2 separate regions of the Thunnus thynnus genome follow, and region 1 is linked to region 2. The links are chromatin contacts, called in public Hi-C maps. All regions are on one chromosome and are shown on one strand. Each heading gives the region's core, a stretch centred on a gene start, on an enhancer-like site or on the middle of the called end of the contact. The rest is flanking DNA. Distances are from core to core; before and after follow the strand shown.

Region 1 (3,022 bases), core at 434-2,933, 280 kb before region 2:
ATTACTATCTAGTTAAATAGCTGTTTCATACCTCTGATCTGTTATTCTCTAATCTGTTATCACAGCCAGCAGAATGCACAAATGGAACTTTACTTTACTTTAACTGTTTACTCTTCCCTGGTCAAATGGCTGTGATTGGCTGGATGGCTGTTCAATTACTATAACTTGACCAATAGGTGTTTCACGTATGCGAAACTCAGTTTCGTTTCATAAATGACTACCACAGGAAAAAGTGGGGGGGGGGGGGGGGTGGAATTATGTTTCTGTGAAAGTGCGGGTGTCACAACACCTGTAACACTCACGGCTGCGAGGCCCCTGTCTATATGCATATCTTAGATCCCCTCCAGACATGTTTTAAGATGTGATGGTTTCATGTCACCACAACCCCACAAATTCACCCAGACTTTGTCTCCTTCAGACAGCTGCACTATACTGCTGATACTGGCAACTTGGTTACATTTGTCTGGAAGACTAGTGTGATACACCAAGGCCAAATTCTCTCCATTCGTAAAAATGGCACACTGAGCCCATCTACATGTGCACAGTGAAATGATAAAGGCCGTCCACGATGCAGGTGAAGACGCCTGTGTACCAGAGCAGTATGGGGTGCTGTGAGCGGTGTTCAGCTTAGCTGTGAAGGCAACTACTCTTCCATAGTGAATAAACCAGATTAACCATTAGCATACACATATTTGCTGTTCAAGTCTTTGCAGTGTGTTGATTTTCTTTTCTCCTCAGATGAAGTAAAAACAGTGGCTTACAAAACCTATGTATGCATGTACCAGTTCTAGGGCCTTGATATTGTGCATGTTGGCTTTAATATTTCCACCTGTGCCTTTCTGGGCCTTGTTTTTGCTTTTAAACACAATTATACTTTTCAAAATCTTAAATGGTGTATGGCACTTCTGTATCTTTTGTCTATAATACGCTACTGATGATGCCTTTCTCTTGCTTACTTACCAGCAAGTAGTTTGACACACCAATCTTATTTTCATTGAATAATGTTTTCAATTAAATTTTTTAATTATATTTTTTTTTACAATTTACCGCCCTTGTGGTCATGTGTATAAAGTATATTCTATTACAAATGTTGGAAAATTAATAGGATTCCAAAGTTCAGCAGAGGCACGATGTCCTTCACGCTGTGCCGGTTTCCTCACTACCTTGTTCCATATATAGCCTACTGACTTAACCCACAGAGGGGATTACATACTGCTGTTAACAGAACTCTATCTGTTTAGCAATAGTTGCTGCCATGTTATCTATCCCCTCCCCATCCCTGAGCCCTTGATCCCTGGGCTAATTCCATGAATCGTCCAAATCTAAATCCACTGATGGAGCAACGGCACACACACAGTTGAGAACAGAGAGAGAGGGAGACATGGTGGACAAACACACAGGATGAGGGAAGTAGAGAGGACATCAAATTAAGTTGCTGCTGAACTTCTTGACCATTTTGTGAGCAGTTCAATAAACTTAGCTTCCATCAACAGTGGGGCCATGTGCCATCTGTGCACCCTTTATATGCTTCTTTACAGATGCACCAGCGACCCAGTGTGCCAACTCATCAGAGGGGACTGTCAAGCCTGGCTGACGTCACCCATCCAGTCTCTGTAATCGAAAGAGACGTTAATCCCGCTCCTCTCCAAAGCCTGGCAGTAGGGTGGGGTGGGACAGGGAGGGATATTGAGAGAGACATGAGGAAGGAAGTTGGATACAGGAGACAAGGGAGCGCATGCAGGCTTTGGGCTAGCAGACAAATTCAAACTCAGCACTGACCCCGGACAAGCCAGACAGGTGCTGTCCTAACTGACAAAGGGCATTAGACACTCCTCCGTCTCCTGAGCTTCTGCTGAACACCTGAGGGTGTTGCACCCCCTTATCCAGGCTTCGCCCTGGAGGCCAAAAGCCTCAGTGAGGGCTCTGCGGAGGGGGAATGCTGTGGGAGCTGCTCACCTCCTGCTGCACCCCCTCTCATGCCGTCTGGACCTGCTGTGGAGGAGCCGGGCTTCACCACTGTGGAGCTGTGCCAAGATGAAGAAGACATCTGCCTGACTGCAACTGAGGGGTAAGAAGCTGCTGTCGTTTGTGTGTTTTTAGAGGCACTAATTCATACTAAGAAATTCTGCGGGGTATTTCCGGCAGAATTTCCCTTCATGTCCACAAATGCGCACAAAATAGCTATAGTGAAAGTTCACACTTGATGTAGATCAATTTCTGTGGTGACATGAAGATAAAATCAGGCAAAGTCAGCAGGTAGAGATGAGTTTAAGTGTTTGAGTGTTTTGGACAAGATGGGTCATTATAATTCATTACATAACAGATGTAGAAGGTTCTGTGCCTTCCAGAAACCATCTCTTCATATGTGGTCAGGTGTGCAAATGCGTTTCTATGTCACTTCCTGTGTGAATGTGAAAGCCTTCTGAAGGTATTTGAGGGTCACCGCAGGTCGTCACCTTTATGAGAGTTTGCTGTGGTTGTGAAGTGATGAACAGATGTTCTGATGATGATGATGAAATGGTGCTATCAGTCCACCTGATACAAGATATATTACTCGTGTTAATAATCATATAACAGTACAACTCTAATGATGCTAGAGAAGTGTAACAGGAAAACAACAACAGGAAAACCTTGTGGCCAGCTGTGGTGTCCCCTCAGCACTACTTCATTCATTGCGTATGAGCAGCATGTTCCTAAGAAACCTTTAAAAGACTTTTACTAAGATTGTTGCCAATGTGTCATCCTTTGAATTAAAATGGACACAAAAGTGACTCCAAAAATACAAAGAAGTCAAACTTGCCAGTAATGAAATGAGAAAGTGATAGCAAATAGTTTCAGTGATGGAAACAGGACAGTAAATAGTCACCACTGCTATTAAGTTTACTAGCACAAAGTATAGGTGAGGTAGGTGTTTCTTGTTCCTGATTACACTAATCTTAGCTGTTTAGTGACTGTGGATAGTGACGAAGACGTGTCTTTTAGTGCCGGTCAGTTGGAATAAAACCTTTTTAATCTTCCCGTG
Region 2 (3,010 bases), core at 101-2,600:
GATGTTCCCCAGGCATGAAGGAGAAAATCATTACAGTTTAAATTGATATAATTAATATGAGGGGCAGACACCGTGGCCCATCTGATTAGGGTGGAAGTTAAGCCTCTCACTTGACCTCCACAGGCTATGATGTCGCCAATACCAGAAGCGCTTGGTTCTAGGCAATTGAGCCAGTGACCCAATCAGAGTGAGCTACAGGGTAAGAAAAATAAGAAAACCTTATCAGTGTGCAACAGCCAGCAGGCAGTCAGAGGAACTGAAACAGGCAGAGAAGAGAAGAGACGAGACGAGAAGAGAAGAGAAGAGAAGAGAAGAGAAGAGAAGAGAAGAGAAGAGAAGAGAAGAGAAGAGAAGAGGAAAACCATACAAAATGTCTGCTGTGAAAATCACTGTTTTTTACTGTTCTCTTGGGTGTCTTTTAACAAGTGTTAGTACTATACATTGCACTTGTAAATGGCATGCAATTCAAACAACTAAAGCACACAAACAAAAACAAAACAAAACAAACAAAAACAAAGACAATTAATTTATTAAGTCATTTATCAAAGAAAAATGCCAAACATTCTTAGGTTTCAGCTTCTTAAATTTTCTGCTTTTCTTTTTTAGTGAATGAAATATCTTTAGGTTTTATATTGACAAAAACAGACAAAACAAGCAGTTTGGTGATATCAGCTTGATCTCTGAGAAATTGTAACAGGCATTTCGATTAATTGATCAAACAAAAAGTCTAATCAATAGATTAGACTGCCAATCGTGAAAGTTGAAGCCCTAGTAGTCTAGTTATAAAAATAAGTAGTTTGCATTAAACATCAAATCTTCATTGTAGTTTTAAGCAGCTCTGTGTTGTCGTCATCTGTGTTGTTTTTCGTTGTTGTAGACTGCTGTTGTAGCGCAAAAGAAAGAAAACAAAAACTCATTCTCAGTAATCATATAAGAGAACTGTCATCTATTATAATTATGTAAAAAATAAAACATGTTTATCATGTCTATCCCTTTAGACGGAATAACCATTGATATATAATGGATATAATAAAATGTTCAATTCAGCACAGGGAGACATTTTCCAGCCTTATTGTTCAATGTGTCGTAAAATACCCTCTGTTCATCACAACGGAAGCTCAACTATAAGCCAAATTTATTTCCTAGGATGGCGAAGTCATGACCCGCCCTATTCTGCCTCTGATTCGCTAGTATTCGTTGCTTTAATTTATTGGGTTGGTTAGGTTTCGGCATGAGGAGTGAAATTGGTTAGAATTAAGGTAAGAATATCTAGTCAAGCCAATCAGAGGCAGAGTAGGGCGGGTCATGACTTCGTCATCCTAGAAAAAAAAATCGCCAAATGTAACGACATTTCACTTTACGGCAACACAGGGCCTTCCGTTTATATTTCACTGAGCGCTTTTTTACGCTGAACGTTTGCATCGCTTGGAGAGAGCCAGTACTTGCTTAAATACGATGGGAATAGAGGATGAAGCGGATCGGACACTCTTCATAAGGAATTTAGATTCAAGAGTGACGGAGGAACTTTTGTTTGAACTGTTTTTACAGGTGCTGTTGTCACTAACATTAACGCTACACATAGCTAGCATCACACACAGAATGCTAACCGAGCGAAAGTGTTAAATTGAAATTACCCAAAAGTGATATATTATGAAGTGATAGGCTTTTGTAGTAAGCTCCTTCACATAACGTCACTTGTATCACGCTAATGTTTGTTTTGTATACGCTGCGGACAATTTTAAGAGATGTTATTGATTCATTTAGGCTAGCTGGCTAACCTAGCTGTCGTTAGCTGCAGTCGCTGTTTGTGCACAACATTAATCAGATTGTTTTTGCAGGCAGGACCTCTCATCAAAACCAAAATCCCAAAAGACTCTGATGGGAAACAGAAAACATTTGGTTTCGCCGTTTACAAACACGAAGTGTCCGTGCCATACGCCATGCAGCTACTGAACGGGACATCGCTGTTCGGCAGAGCTATCCATGTGCAGTTCAGATCAGGTAAGTTCACGTTTTTATTTTCAACCGGTGAGCAGTTTTGACAGTTGCTCATATACGTCATTATATGCAGCGTTTTTCTTTTAATCTTAATTATAGTAAAGCAGAGTCAAAGTAGCAGCCTAAACTTGTAGGTGTCCTTTCACTTTAAATCGATTCGGTCTTGGTTCAGTGTTGTGTGGCAGCAGGTGTTTCGGTTTAACTTGTGACTGTGTTAACTGGTGACTTTTAGCCGAATGTGTCGTGGTTGTCGTGGTTACGGCAGATGTTGGAAACACTAACAGAACACGCAGGTGTCCTAAAAGTCTTATCAATTTTACTTTAATTAGTATATACTCATCTGTTTATCATCTAAACATTTACATAAGTTAAATTGTGCTCAGCAAGACACATTCATCTCTCGTAACGTTTCTTATAATTCGGGAAACAAAACGTAGCATATAAATTAGCAGCTACAGCCAATATTTGGATTTTATACAATTATCTTCAATTGGAAAGTGGCCCATATTTAGCCAATTGACCTGCTCTGTTCTTGTGTACACATAATATGTACAGTTTGTGAACTTATTGTGTAGAGATGAAACGGTATAAAAATTTAATATCACAATTATAGTGACCAAAATTATCATGGTATGTTAAAATGTTCAAAAAGCACTGATACATAATGAAATCATTTCACCCAGTTTGATATTGAAAACCACAGGTAAAATTAGCAGAATTGTGCACTTTTTGTTTGCATAAACACTAAAATAATAACATAGCTAATACCATGTAAACATATGGAAACCATATCAAATGTGCATTGACATTAAAGATGACACCATGTGGCCATGAGATGTAACTGTACTCTGTGCAGCAGCAAGCAGGAATGCCTGTCTTTTCTGATGTATGTATGTATGTATGTACTGTATTCCTGTTCTCATTAAGCTGTCACTTTTCTTTTTTCGACTTTATCTTGTTGCTCAGCAACAAACAGAAACTCCTCAGCTGCATTCAGACTGAGAGCAGTCCT

What was found. A called contact is a pair of places that touch in the nucleus more often than the background predicts.
Region 1: a contact with region 2 is called in a Hi-C map of heart, with 3 times the contacts expected there. The contact joins the promoter of lbhl here to the promoter of rbm7 in region 2. A contact is called at or near these places in 2 of 3 Hi-C or Micro-C datasets (heart and muscle).

The regions. Positions count from the first base shown.
Region 1 is chr7:11,350,433-11,353,454 of fThuThy2.1, reverse strand. lbhl (LBH regulator of WNT signaling pathway, like) reads left to right here and starts at 1,683. Exons shown (of 4, transcript XM_067594291.1): 1 at 1,683-2,068. The coding sequence starts at 1,977.
Region 2 is chr7:11,071,352-11,074,361 of fThuThy2.1, reverse strand. It overlaps rbm7 (RNA binding motif protein 7), which reads left to right and starts at 1,350. Exons shown (of 5, transcript XM_067594273.1): 1 at 1,350-1,548; 2 at 1,839-2,001. The coding sequence starts at 1,456.